Regions from separate parts of the Mus musculus genome. Here region 2 is linked to region 1. Evidence: chromatin contacts called from public HiChIP or PLAC-seq data. All regions are on one chromosome and are shown on one strand. Each heading gives the region's core, a stretch centred on a gene start, on an enhancer-like site or on the middle of the called end of the contact. The rest is flanking DNA. Distances are from core to core; before and after follow the strand shown. Region 1 overlaps Jazf1 (JAZF zinc finger 1). Region 2 overlaps Jazf1 (JAZF zinc finger 1).

What was found. HiChIP or PLAC-seq counts read pairs in DNA pulled down with a chosen protein or histone mark.
Region 2: an H3K4me3 HiChIP or PLAC-seq map of the SCID.adh cell line shows a contact between it and region 1, with 13 read pairs. The contact joins two enhancer-like sites. A contact is called at or near these places in 1 of 39 promoter capture datasets (hippocampal neurons), 31 of 484 Hi-C or Micro-C datasets (B cells, the C10 cell line, the C2C12 cell line and 20 more) and 6 of 115 datasets of contacts at active chromatin or transcription factors (the 230-238 cell line, the SCID.adh cell line, embryonic forebrain and 3 more).

The regions. Positions count from the first base shown.
Region 1 is chr6:52,857,949-52,865,073 of GRCm38.p6, forward strand. The region is part of intron 2 of Jazf1 (JAZF zinc finger 1); the gene reads right to left. Among named protein-coding and RNA genes, the nearest start is that of Gm52903, 4.9 kb to the right of the region's middle. Within about 2 kb of position 3,728, at least 87 of the 459 cell types and tissues checked have an H3K27ac peak or open chromatin away from gene starts, as enhancers often do. A contact at or near this core is called in the SCID.adh cell line and uterus, where this site is marked.
Region 2 is chr6:52,923,596-52,930,848 of GRCm38.p6, forward strand. All of the region lies in intron 1 of Jazf1 (JAZF zinc finger 1), which reads right to left. Among named protein-coding and RNA genes, the nearest start is that of Gm33219, 49 kb to the right of the region's middle. Within about 2 kb of position 2,791, at least 14 of the 459 cell types and tissues checked have an H3K27ac peak or open chromatin away from gene starts, as enhancers often do. A contact at or near this core is called in the SCID.adh cell line and uterus, where this site is marked.

The DNA.
Region 1 (7,125 bases), core at 2,478-4,977:
CAACACACACACACACACACACACACACACACACACACACACACACACACACACACAGAGAGAGAGAGAGGCAGTGTCTTATGAGAAGCCTTAGTGACCACAGCACAATTAGGCTTTAACAGATCTCTCTGATGAGGATGGTAAGCTGCTCTAAATTCTTCCAGCAAAAACAGTATGAAGCCAAACGCAGCCCCTGAGAGCTGCTGTCTGCTGGAGCTGGGGTGGGTTATTCAGGTGCCTGGGTGCACACAAGGGTCTTGGGTTTTCAGGAGGGTTTTATACCAATGCAGCAGCCCTTGAAACTAATTTACTATTCAAATCTAAGCCTCTCAGTCTGATAAACAAACTGCACATTTACTGTGGATTCTGTCTCTGACCTTTTACGCTAGTTTTGTCAACAGAATTTACTGTATTCATAAATACTAATGTTCTCATTTGGTTCCCAATCTTCACTATACTGTAAATTATAAGCAAGTACATAAATGTCTTGCCTGGTAATATAGTGGCCTGAAATGACTTCCTTTTTGCTTTAAGGATGGTGCATGTTTTAATGGTAGGTGTTTTTAATTAACTTGAAGTGCTATAAACTGCCCGTGTATGAACCAAAGACAAGTGAGTTGCATTAAATTAAAAGTGCAGTATCTAATGTTAACAAATTAGGCATGCCTTCAAGATGCATGATTCTCCTGTTTGGAGTTTTCATCTTATTAATGCAGAGGCACTACAGCCCATAGAACAGCAGCACCAAATGAGCCTTTCAAAATGAATATTTTGGGCAATCAGCTGGGAACAGTTTTAAGCTTTAGGAAGGCCCTACCCAGGCATCTCAACAGCATCCCTCTCTTCTTCCCTCACAAATGAGCTCCATTTGAGAATCTGATCTTTTTGCCAATATCAGTCTAAATTAGCACTGTAAATATTGAAATCAAATGTTACTACTTGGCCTAATTTTCTTTCAGCCTGCAGTTAATCTTTATTCAGCCTTAATGAGTATTTATTGTGTGACCCTGACAGCTTGCTACTGCTGTGATAAATTATCTGACTCAAGTCCGATTAAAAATGCAACCCTGAGTGCTAATTATCTCAACAGACCTGCTTAATAATAGTATTTCTTGTCAATTATGGAGTCCCAGCATGTGTGTCAATAGCAACAAATGTGCAGGCCTACCTTAGCCGCTGACTTCCCATAATGCTCCTTTACTTGCCATATGTAAATCAGAGTGCTCTGTACCTGTGCTGACCTTTTATTAGCAAACTGTCAAAATGATAAAACTCACCATAGAGAAACCCCCACTACTATACAATTAGGGGCTACAGCTCAGGACAACAGGAGGGCAATCAGACATAGCTAATTATGATGCATCTTACTTATGGCCTGTCCAGCAGGAAGAATTAGCCGCATCTGAAATTTATGCTAGCTTAAGCATGGCCCACAGGAGGATGCTAGTGCAGTGAGGGGTGGGGGAGGGGAAAGGGGCTACACATAACTCAGCTTTCCAGGAAATCTGGCCTCAGATCTGAATTCAAGTTTCAGCTTGATTACCTAACTTGCTTTCTTACTTTGACTAAATCATTTCATGTGAAAAACTGAGCCACCACCATCTGCTTCCTGGCCTGCAGGCTCAGGTCACAATGAACAAACACCTGCTATAGTGCTGTCATTCAGAGGCGCTGAGTATCTGTGCCTGGTCCTTTCCTCTATAATGACTAAGACAACAGGCAATAACTGCGTACAAGTCCTGTTCACAAAGCTCAGTGTCACAGAGTAGGGAGCCTAGTCCTTTAACCTTTTTCCTTCTTGAACAGAGCTGAAGAGCTTTGTGAAGAGCCCCTCCACACAGATTACACAGTGCTACCCATCTGTAGGCACGAATGCCTTGAACTGTTCAAAGCAAGGGGACTTCTTACTCTAAGGGGTGCCTGAGAGGGACATCTGAGGACCATGCTTTGTGACAGCAGAAGTAGCACTGTCTCAGTTGAGCACTGACTGATTAGCGCCAGCCATCCTGACCAGGGCTTAATTGTGTTGTCTCCTATGACACGCCTCCTTCTATCTTCTGCCCACTGAATATGAGGAGACAGAGGTTAAATGATTTCTCCAGTATCCACGGCTGGTAAATTCAGGCCTCAGCTGAAGGCCAGAGTCAAAGCACCGACTTTGTAAAATCGGAGGGATAATCAAAGGTATTGTATTTCCAACCACAAGGGATGGCAACGGTAGCTGCAGGATGAAATGCCACACCACTATGGAACATACTAATTAATGATCAGGAACAAGACAGAATCCACACCCTTCTCATCTCTGCTGTGACAAGCTATAGAGTAGCTAGGCCAGAAGCCTGAAATGTATGCTTGAGAAAGGGCCTCACTATGTAGCCCAGGCTGGCCTTCTGCTTCTGTCTGACTGTTGGGGTTGCTGGCATGAACCGCCTCAGCCCTACCTTGGTTCTTTCAAGGATACTGAAGTCCCGAGGAATAGAGATAAAGAAGTGCTGTTAGATTCAGTAATTTCAGGGGCACAGATGTCCACTGGGTATCACATCCAGAGAGGCATGTTCTTTCATGTTGGCACACTAGACCTGTTTAACACTGTTACCTTCTTGCCTCACTCCTGGATTTTCCTAGGCTAATGGAACCACATCCACAGAAGACCAGGGCTCTCAGAACACGCTGGGTAATCTCAGATACACGTTGAACATCCTTCCTTTAGAAGGACATGGTATCAAGTGAGCCCTATTGGAATACAGATGTTCTTAACACCCATATTTGGACTGCCTAGCCTATTCAGAGGTTAGAGCATCGTTCTGCTCTGTGATGGTTCAAATGGCATTTCCTGGGTGGCCATATCCTAGATGACTGGCAGAAAGGCCTTAGATTGTGAGAAACCACTCAGGGAAAGCAAAACTGCCTGGATGCCTGGGCCAGAGCTGGAGGCTGCATACTGACAGCTAATGAGGCCCAGATGTGCCTCTTGGTGACAGAGCAGGGAGATATAAGACACTCCCTCTTCCCTGACACCTCGAGCCCCACTTCATGACTTCCTCCACAAACGATCTCCACTAGGGAGTCAATCTCTCTCAACGGAACACCACGTTAATTTCACGAGTGTATAAATCCTAAGTGGTGTGGGCTCAATGTTTTCTCAGTGATTGTCCAATCAGCCATCCTGTGCAGAGTGTCGATTGCTTCCCTGTAAGGGAACTGTGCTTGATGCTTGGACAGTGCTGCTCATTGTCTTCTGGGGTAAGCTCCTGAGCCTTTTGTCCACACAGAGCCCAGGGGCCACCCTGCAGCAGCCTCAACCATCTCACCCATTGTTCTGTCATGGTAAACTCAGATTTTAGCTGGGAATAGACATGCACAGTGCCATGTGTCTTCTGATTGTCACACTTCCTTCAGTTCCTATGACACAACACAATGCTGATGTGGAAATTGCTAAGTGCCACATGTCCCCTTGGCGTATAACATCCACTCCAGTTCCACATACGGCTTCTCAGGAACTATGGAAACACATCCTCTACAGACAGTTTAGCAAGAAAGTTATTGCCCCACTGGGCAGAGTGCAATGGCCTGATACTGTTTAGCTCTCACTGAATGCTGCAAAGGGGACGGAATCTTTCCAAACACTTTGGCAATAAGGAATGCAAGCCATGTGCCCAGCGTGCTGCTGGCACCACACTTGTCTTCCCTAAACCCAAATTGTTCTTAGTCTGACTCCAGCTCAGCAAAACCCGTGGCTCAGCGCCTGGGCCTCCAGTGAGTGTGTACCGTGTTAACGGCTGTTGCTCTCCTGCATATCAAGCCCTTCATTTGCAGCCTTCTTTAGAAGAAGGAGCTCGGTGACACATTTCCATTGGAAAAATCAAATAATCTGAAGCACAAACCATGACTTAGGTATGGATTATAATTTGTTTTGTACATGGCTGCCAGATTTGAGTAGCTATTATCTGCTTTTTTATTCCCACTTTATAATGTTGACCGCATCTTAAAAATTAATTATGCCTGCTATTTATTTCACAGTTCTGGTCTCAGGCCAGCAAAAATAATTCCTTGAACTTGACTGAAACATATGGCTGACTCTTGGTAAAGTCACGTTCTCCCAGAACGGCAAGGGTCACATGAGAACCCTGGGCGTTGCCGCTTGCCTGAAGCTGTTTCCATTAGCAACGATTTTCCTAAAAACACATGTCAGCAGTTAATACTCCAGCAGGATGAGTGAAGCCAGCCCCAGGGGCTTTGTTTCTATTTTGAGGCCTCACTGGTCTTCCAAGGGGTGGAAGAAGAATTTGGATCATTTGGCTGTGCAGGAAATCCCTCGCCTAATTTCCACTTCTCCAAGCCACACCCTCTTTGCAAGCCTACCATCAGCTGCAATATGACGTTTAATACATTTTAGATTATGAAAAGTAGTCTTTGGCATTTCCTTACCATGCATTAGCATCTTAAAATGATCATGAATCCAGAAGAAAAACAATCTGTAATCGAGGGCCTAATTGTTAGATCAAGAAATCAGTTGTTATTCAGGGTACAGCACTTGAGGGGTCTTAAAAGTGTCGTTTCAGGGGCCAGAGCTAAAACACACAACGGCTGGGTCAGGATACTAGAAAGCCAAGTACAAGCAGATGACATGATAGTGCTGGTGCAGGAAACATGTGATGGAACCTGCTGGATGCGAGGGCAACACTGTAACTTTTCTTGCACTGTGGCTTTCTCTCCAGCCCTGGCTAGAGCGGGAAGCCCTGATTTCCAGTTAGACAGGAGGGGCTCTGCATTGCTTCTCTGGGTCTCAGGAGGTCTCTGAGGCTTCTGCCTATCATCTTTTCCATTTTTCTCTTCTCTGCTTCTCCACCAAACTACCCAGGTTTGGTTATACTAGTTTTTATTTAATTCCCTACAGGTCAGTAACCTGGGAGGCGCTAGTTACCTGCATCTGTCACTCTGGGCTCTCAGCGTCAGCAATGGGTCTAAGTAAAAAAATGCAGACTTCTGGCTTCTGATGTGTGGACACTTGTATTTTGAGAAACAGTCTATACCAGTAGATTTTTTTTTTACAGTAGTTTCTGAGAGTGTAGAAGTGAATCAGGAATTGTAGACGATCTTCACACTACCAGCCTTCTAAAATGTCACAGCGGGGAAGCTCAGTTTATCTGAATATTCTGGAGTTTTGTCTACAATTTTAGTAAATTAATTTATTCTGGAAAGGAAAATAACTATTCATGCATATCTTTTAGGAACAGATATTTTTTAAGAGGTACCCTAAAATGGCTTTGCCTACCATGCCATTCTGGGGTCACTGAGAGCCCAGGAGTGACTTGATGTTAGCACCAGCACTGGCGAGGGAAGGAGTCAAAGTCTCCATGTTCTTCCCAGGACGGTGCAGCAGCATCACTCAAGTTACAGGGTATCCTCGGGGTTCTGAGACGCTTCCAGAAGTTACCTGAGATGCGTGGAAAGGGACCCCTGGGATGTGTGTCATCCTTCACACACCAGAGTTGCTACACACTGGAGATAAGCATTTGTGGTTTTCTGAGCTCCCTGGGAGACTCTATGAAGGGCCATAAATGAAAAGAGTGAAATGGAAACCATTATTCTAGGCCACTGGGTGAGTCCAAAGGGGCAGGAGCCCTCGCTTTGTTCTTCCCTATCACTCTTCCCACACTGAGGGTCAGATGCAGGAGGCTGCAGCACTGAGTGAGAGCAGCGCCGGGTGGCTTGAACACTTTGTCTTTGCTATTAGTCGCAACTGCAAAGACAGATTTACACAGAGAGAGTTAGATGAAGATGCTTGTGAACCCAAAGGCAAAGGTTTTGGTTTTGTGTCAGTCCTTGAGATCATGCCTAGATGTTTACTAAACCCTGCTGTTATCCATTAACTAAAGAGAGGACAGATTATCACCAAAGCCATTGTCCTAAAGAGGAAAAGTAATGTAATTCAAAATATTTTGGGACACTGTGCTATATACACTGAATTAAGCTAAGACTGGCTCTGTGTTCTTTGTGTTGTTTAGACTGAAGTCTTAGATCATTTTTGAAGTTGAATTGAAAAGCAATTTATTTTCCTCCTTAGGAGTAAAAGCAAAAACTCACATGTCTGTTAGGTATGGCTGTTACTGCACCACATACCACAGGCGATGCGCATTTGACTATCTTCAGAACATCTACGCATCTGTAGCTTTCTAGTAGGATCAGACTGTTTAATTACTCTGCCCAGAGATTCTCACAATGGCACATGCTTGCAAAATAGTTTTAAATGCTTTCAAACGCTTCCAAGATTAAAATAACCATCTTGAGTTATTTCTCCCTGTGCTGACAGTTCAATTTCATTTCATCTCTGGGTGTTCTTCGTCTTCCACGCAGTCATAACCACTGCATATTAGCAGCCATTCATAAAGAACCGTATAATAGCAACAGTTTGTTTGCTAAGAATCCACCCCTCACAGTCATTCTGTTTTCTGTTTTGGGCAATTGAGGCTCATAAGGTCTTTGCTATTCCTTTCAAATAAATCTGCTTTTCTACAGCATGTATTTCTTGACATTTGGCATAATTTATTCGACACTGCTTAATTTTTTCTCTTATTCATGATGATCTGTAAACAAACCAGACCAAACCAAACCAAACAAAACCCTACAAACTTCCAAATGTAACAAATCTACCCTTCGTTTGGTTACTTACATTGCTAGTGATATATGGTAATAAATTGCCATCACCATCCACTCCTCATTGTAGATCAAAGCTTTGGGTGCTTGATGAAATTTTATTGGGCTCTGCCCACTGACTCTCAGCTGGCTGCTCAGCTCCCTGGGTGCGGAGATGCACCCTGATCAGTAACAGCTGGGCAGCTCTACTAGCCAGCTCTGCTTGCAGCCTCCAGGGCGGCCTCACCAACTCTCTTAGTTCTGCTTTCATGGTACCCAGGTCTTTGTCAGGGAACTGGAGAGGATGCTAGGAGCAACACAGGTGCATGTAGCTGCTGATAGCATGTGGGCTTCACCAGCAGATAGGCTGCTTGGCTGGAGAGTGTGTCATTGTAGGGCTAGTCGGCCACTGAAGGGACCCGAGAAGCTAAAAGTCAGCAGCTAGGCAAAGGGAAACTCTGAAGGGCTTTGCTCTGGGAGATTTATTGG
Region 2 (7,253 bases), core at 1,541-4,040, 65 kb after region 1:
ACTCCAGTTCCAAGGGTTCCAACATCTTCTGGCTTCTATGGATATTTAGATATCCATACACAGAATAAAAATAGCTCTTGAAAATAAACAAAGAGGCCAATCATAGGCTTAGAATTCTGCGGATAGTCTTCCATTTACAGAGGTTTAATTTTCAGATGGTGCAAAGGCAATAAACATTCAGTAGAAACCCAGTGCTGAATTTTGAGTGTGTTCCTAGTGACTCACAATACAATACTGTGAAGAGGTATATCCTATTTGCACTGGCCACATTATCACTAAAGGATAAAAAACCTTACTCTACATCACTAGTCAAGAACATTCAGACTCTAAAAGTATGCCCTCAACCTCGCCTTGCACTTCTGGCACGGTAATGTGTTTGTTTGTCTTTGTGGCACCAGGCATTAGATTGCTGCAAAATAGACATGTCTTTGGCCATGTTTCAGAAACTCTAAGATCTAGAACAACTTCTGTTCTGGCCTCTGGTCTAGAAGAGATATGGGGGGAGGTTTGTTATTCAAGTGTGCATTGCTGTTATTGTGACTGCACACTAAACTCCATCAAGAAGATCTGGGTAGCGGGGATCCATCCCATAATCAGCCTCCAAATGCTGACACCATTGCATACACTAGCAAGATTTTGCTGAAAGGACCCAGATATAGCTGTCTCTTGTGAGACTATGCTGGGGCCTAGCAAACACAGAAGTGGATGCTCACAGTCAACTATTGGATGGATCACAGGGCTCCCAATGGAGGAGCTAGAGAAAGTACCCAAGGAGCTAAAGGGGTCTGCAACCCTATAGGTGGAACAACATTATGAACTAACCAGTACCCCCTGAGCTCGTGTGTCTAGCTGCATATGTATCAGAAGATGGCCTAGTCGGCCATCAATGAAAAGAGAGGCCCATTGGTCTTGCTAACTTTATATGCCTCAGTACGGGGGAATGCCAGGGCCAAGAAGTGGTAGTGGGGGGGGGGAGGGGAGCCGGGGGAGGGTTTGGGGGACTTATGGGGTAGCATTGGAAATATAAATGAAGAAAATACCTAATTAATAAAAAAAAAAAAGATCTGGGTAAGTGTGGGGATTCTGTCAGTCACATAGTCAACCCTGTCAGTCAGTGGGATAGCCATGCACTTCGTCATCCAAGCTCTTAGACTGGGAAGGGGTGCTAGTAATAATTACATTAAGACAAGTGAGTAGCCCTGACAGGCTGGGCCATAGATTACTGCACCCTAGAGACCTTGCTAGGCCTGACTTCAGGCTTATAACCTTGTCTTGGTTCTAACAGCAGAGAGTAGCTTAACATGAATCTAAGGAAAAAGATGACACAAGGTTGGGAAAACTATAAAAAGATTGTTTTTCTAAAGTGCAGAACCTAAACTAGACCTGCTCTAAGTCTGCCATGAAGAGCTAGAACAGGCAGCCTGCCTTTCATGACCACCTCTAGACCCTAGGGCCTAGAGAACAGTCTCCAAATAGATGAACACAAGAAGAAGAGGAAGAGAGTCCACTACAGCTGCTATAATTCTTAGCAAAATATTTAGGCTTCAAATCGACAGTTCCTGGCTGTGTGAATTTCTATTGGGTCCTTTCTACCAAAATCCCTGAAGTGCCCTACCATGTGCACCTGAACTGTCTGCTGAATACATTCCTTGTAAATTCCTCAGAGTAAGGAGCCAGTAGCCAGCCAATGAGGACATCACTATGTCACTACTGAAATAACTTGCACAGGCTGCTTTTGTTCTTTTCAAGTTTGCAAACTTTATCCTAGCTGTCAGGAAGCATCTGCGTTTTACCATTTGAGGATTTGTAAAAAGAGTATTTCTTATGGAAACTGGCCAGAGTTTAAAGACAACATTGGCCCCTAATCCAGAACTCCAGACCCAGTTGTCTCTTACTAAAGGCTTTTAACCGACTAGAACCCAAATTAAGTATTGCTGGAGCCACGAGGGCTGGGGATGGAAGCAAGCCACTCACTGGTTGGCTACCATCGAGGATCGTGGTAGACCTGCATAAGCCACATAATTCACTGCTCTCCTTACCTCGGGTTCCACTGCGTCGTCAGAAGCTCATTTGATTTGCTACACTGAGTGGCCTTCACACCTTCCCTCCTATTCTCCAGTGTGTCTTTTTCCATTACCCATGTTTAAAAACAGACTCTTGAATTTATGGGCATTTAGGACTCCAAGCTCTGGGCTCACCACAGACTAGGCCCCTAAATGGTAACAGCTGAGCTAGCTTGTTAGGAGGGTTGAGGCCCCCTCTTCTCCCTGGGAAACAGGAAAGATGGATGCTTGGTCTCAGCCTGTGCCCACCACGAGGGCTGCTGAGAGAAGGGGGGGTACCTTGGGAATAGGGTAGTGTTGCTCTCATCACAAAGGAGGGAACGGTCTTTCTTCATTTGGGAAGAACTTCTCCTCAGCACCAGCCCAGCCTTCTGACATCCAGTAGGAGACCACACTGAGGGAGTCAGCTTACCGGCCACACTCTCCTTCAGTTATTAAACAGCCTCAGCCTTCCTTTTGTGACACGATGCTTAACATGAGTTGTTGTTGTTGTTTTTTAAGTTTTTCATTAGCAAAAATAAAGAACATTAATGAGCCAATACAATGCCAATGTTATAAAATTTTTTACTGTCTCTGAAATGACAAAGCTGGAAAATGTTTGCTAAATCCCTGGCCAGGGCCTCTGATGAGCAGGAAGGGGGGAACATGCTTGGGAGCCCAGGGAAGGCAGCTCATTCAGAGGCCAGTCTGCTCAAACAGCAGAACCAAACAAATGAAAGAGAAAGTAAAGACGGCTTTAGGGATTGTTCTTTACCGGCCTTTGGACTCACCTACATTTAGCTTGTGACTACCCTGCAAGGAGAACTAAGAAAATCAGAGCACATGGATGCAAAAGGCACATCCAGGGAGATCTAGTTGGTGGGAGGCTGCGCTTCAGGCCTGAGCCTCTTTTCTTTCTTTGCTTATGCAGTGGAACTGGGGAGGCAGGGCTAACTGCCTTTCATTGAGCAAATACTACGCAGCTTCCGAACAAACCAGCCAATTGCACAGAGACTTATTTCTAAACCCAAGTTATCATAGAGACATTACAATAAAATTTAATATAGGCTATGCGTTTCCAGTTATTTTACTTGAAAACGTGTTTCCCAGAACTGCAACGTTTCTGAAGTCCCTTCACTGAAATGAGGCCAAGCTCAGTATGGCATAAAAAACTGTCCTTTCAAACAGCACTATTCTGGAGAATAAAAACAATACCCAAGTACTTAGAACACCCTTTAACTTAAAAAACTCCAGCTATTCTGTTGCTTGTAGCTACTATTAAAGAAGCACGTATTCATAAAACTATCAATGGACCAGTCTTAATTACTGTTCGATTGCTGTAAGTAGACACCATAACCAAGGTAATTTATAAAATAAAGCATCTGATTGGGGGCTTACTTAGTTCCAGAGGGTTAGTCCATGAGCATCACGTTTGGGAGCATGGTAGCTGGCAGGCCTGGCTCTGGAGCTGGAGCTAGGAGCTCACATCAAATCCACAAGATGGCAGCAGAGTGAATGAGACTAAGCTGGAGTGGGCTTTTTGAACCTCAATTCTCCCAGGGTCACACCTCCTACAACAAGACTGCACCTCCTAACCTTCCCAAACAGTTCCACCAACTAAAGACCGAGCCTTCAAACGTATGGGCCTATAGAGTCCATTCTCATTCTCACTATGTGGGAAGCCCTTGAAAAATATCAAGATGGAGGAATTTGAATGATTTCTCTGTGGATTTAGTTTAACCACCAGTTGCTACTCTACAAACTGACACAAACTACAGTATGGCTCGCTCCCTCTGTCTGTCTGTCTATATTCTATGAATCTACCTATGAATGAATCTATCTATCTATCTATCTATCTATCTATCTATCTATCTATCAATATCTACCTATCTGTTGGCAGGGTCTCAGGGTTTCTGGCTAGCCTAGAACTCACTATGTAGATCATATCAGTCTCAAAATCATAAAGATATTCATGCCTTAGCCTCCAGACTGCTAGGATTAAGAGTATATGCCACCATGCCTTGCCTTATGACTATATTCTTAAAGGTATATAGCATTTAGTATTAAATCAAGCTTTTTGTAACCCACTTAATTGACTAAATGCAACAATATTTTATGAAATTCTTGTTTATGACCTTTCTATTCTACTTATTTCAACTTCTCTATACAGCAAATACTCTGCCTGAGACAGGAATCAAAACCACATCCATTCATTAGCATATGCAAATGAAGACTTACAAACATTAGTGCACTTAACTGTAATACTAGCTGGATCTGGCATCTCAGAGTATCTTTATTGTTTTAGAAACACTATTAGCACTGGTAAATAATACTAAGCATTCATTCATTTATTTATTCACTCATCATTCAACAAATAGGTAGTAGGCATCTATTAATATGTCAGCCATTGTCCTCAGGTGATGGGTCCACAGAAGTGAATCTAAAATTCAGACAAATTTTTGCCAATGTGGATTTTTCCATATGTCTGGGAATAGACTGATAGACTGATAATAAACAACAAGATCGTAAGTTCCTTACATTAAAATGCAGAATTTAATTAAAAAAGAATAATTTCCCACTTCACAACAGAAGCCCCTGAGTTTCTTAAATTTACTTCTTCATATTAGGTGAAAAGTTGTTTTGTAAAAGATTTAACATAATTAACATGTCCAACTTAAAGCAAAACCATGCACACATTTTTTGTTAATACCCAAATTCCAGACATAGCTTTTTTGCAGTTTTTCCAAGGGCTACAATAATTCAAACGACTATTATGTAAGTTCTTTTTAGCAGATGGCCTCAGTGAGGAAAACGGCTCTCAGCTCCGGAGCCTCTCTTCCCATGTTTTGCCCAGTCAGTTACTTCTCAAAACACTGAGGACTCCCTATCTGCTGGATTGTTTCTGCTGGCTACAGCAGTGTTGTACTCTGTAAGTTCTGGGAGAAACATGTCTACCTTAAGAGGAAAGAGAAAGAAAGAGGGTGAGACAGGGCAGTCAAGAGTGAGCATTGGACACATCATACTTTGTTTCTTGAAAGGAACTGCCAACAGATGAAAAGCAAGTCCTAAAAAAATGACCCATTTGAGTACGGGAAGTTTCTATGAAGCAACCGATAGCATTCGTTATCCTAAGCAGATTCATGGTGGGTAAAAATGGCTCTTGAAGACTAAAGACACAAGTAGAGAAGGACAGACAACAGGGGGGGAAGGCTGTGGAATTCCCAGGAAATCCTGCACTATATAAAATGAAGATGTTTTAAATATTTTAGGCAAGTGAAATATGGAAAAAATTTCAACTCATGTTTAGATCTTTTTTAAAAAAATACTTTGTAAGGTATTGTTTTTAGTAAGCTTTATACAAGAAGTATTGACACTTTGGTTATTTTATTTTAGTTTCAGAGACAGGGTTTCTTTGTATCCGCCTGCCTCTGCCTCCTGAGTGCTGGGATTAAAGGTATGTGCTGCCGCCACCTGGCTGCTTTGGTTAATTTCATTTAAGCAAGATCTTTACATTTTTACTTATTTATGTATTTATTCATTTGAGAAAGGCTTTTTTTTAAAACCATGTATCCCGTGTTATATTCTAAGAACTGGATACATGATTACAAGCATGTACCACTTCTTGCAGCATGTCACATTAATTTGAAAATATCAGGATCAAATTTGTTGGAAAGATGAAGATTAGTTCCATCAGTACCCAGGTAATTACAGAAATTTATTTCTAGGAGGAAGCAGATCAGGGATAAAGCAGAAGGGCCAGACGACAGTGTTAAGTCCATGGTGGTGGTGAATGGAACACTTACTCCATTGGATCTTAGGAGTATTAATTTAAAACATCGTTATTCTTACAACCCTAGAGTAGTGAGTTAACACTGCACCTGGCTCGTCAGATAAATGTCAAAGCACGCCAACTAACGGCGCACCGCCAACAAAGGCGGCGGTCCACCTGACTCTAGATCTGAGCCAGCCTGCAGAGACCTAAAGGGACTCTGCTAGCGGAGCACGTTTCTAAAGAACAGAAAAGGAATATTCAGTTTAAACATACAGAAGGTGGCCTTGGCCCTGACTGTGGTGTAGCCAAGTTTTATAGGCGTGTAGAAGGCAGTTTTAAATGTCCTTCACAAACATCTTTCTGGAGCAAGGTTCAGAAGAAGAGACCTGGAAACTTTTAGTCTGGACATTGCAATTACAGACCTGTCTGAAACTATCTAACCTGCAGCCATGCATCCTGAGCAAAGCCATGAGACCCTGTGCAGGTTAGTCTCCAAGGTGAGTGACTTGCTGTGGAGTGCTCTGCAGAGGTAGGGCTGCTGGCCCTTTCAAACCCTGGCTTCATTCCCTCTGGAAGGGTGGGGGGAAGATCTTGTAAACCTCACTTTATCTATTTGTCAGTCTGAGACTTGCGCCACTAAAAAAAGTATGTGAGTTACTCTGAACCTTTCCACTATTTATAATGCAAAGTCCAGGCTGTCAATTACCATCTTACTTTAAAATAGTTTTTATTTATCTTTGTGTTGGTTTAACACTTTAAGTAATGTCTCTCTGTCTTTTGGTTTAGGGTGGGAAGATAATAAAAGTTTTGATTTCTATTTTGGTCTTCACCAAAAGTAGTTCCTAAACATTTACTAAGAAGACTGCCGAGCATGACCTAACTGCCCTTGGGACAGAGAAGATGTAAATCTTCTCACGAGCTATTCAGATGAATATATTCATCATTTTCATTCCTGTGTTATGATTTATACCAACAAGGGCACAGTTGTCATTAAAAGTAACCGGAGTCCACTGGCGCCTCATCAATTACCCAAACTACCTATTCTTGGCAAAGCTTGGTTACTCCACATGAAACGTGTTTATACCAACTTCATATAAACATCTCCTAAAACTCCTCTGTGGGAAGAATGCTGAGCCCTCCAGAGATCAAGATGTCCAACTCACACCTACATCTTCTAGTCTCCTCTACTGAGGTCACCTGCATTCATTAGACCCCCAAAAGAAATCACCTTAGGAAGGAGGAATATTGTAAAGTAGGTACTGGGAAGAGAAATTAGGCAGGGTCTTCTTTTCTTTTCCCTTCTTCAAGACAGGGTTTCTCTGTGTAGCGCTGGCTGTCTTGGAGCTGGCTTTGTAGTCCACTGGCCTTGAAACCACAGAGATCTCACTGCCTCTGCTTTTTAAGTGCTGGGACTAAAGCCACCACCACCCATCAGGCAG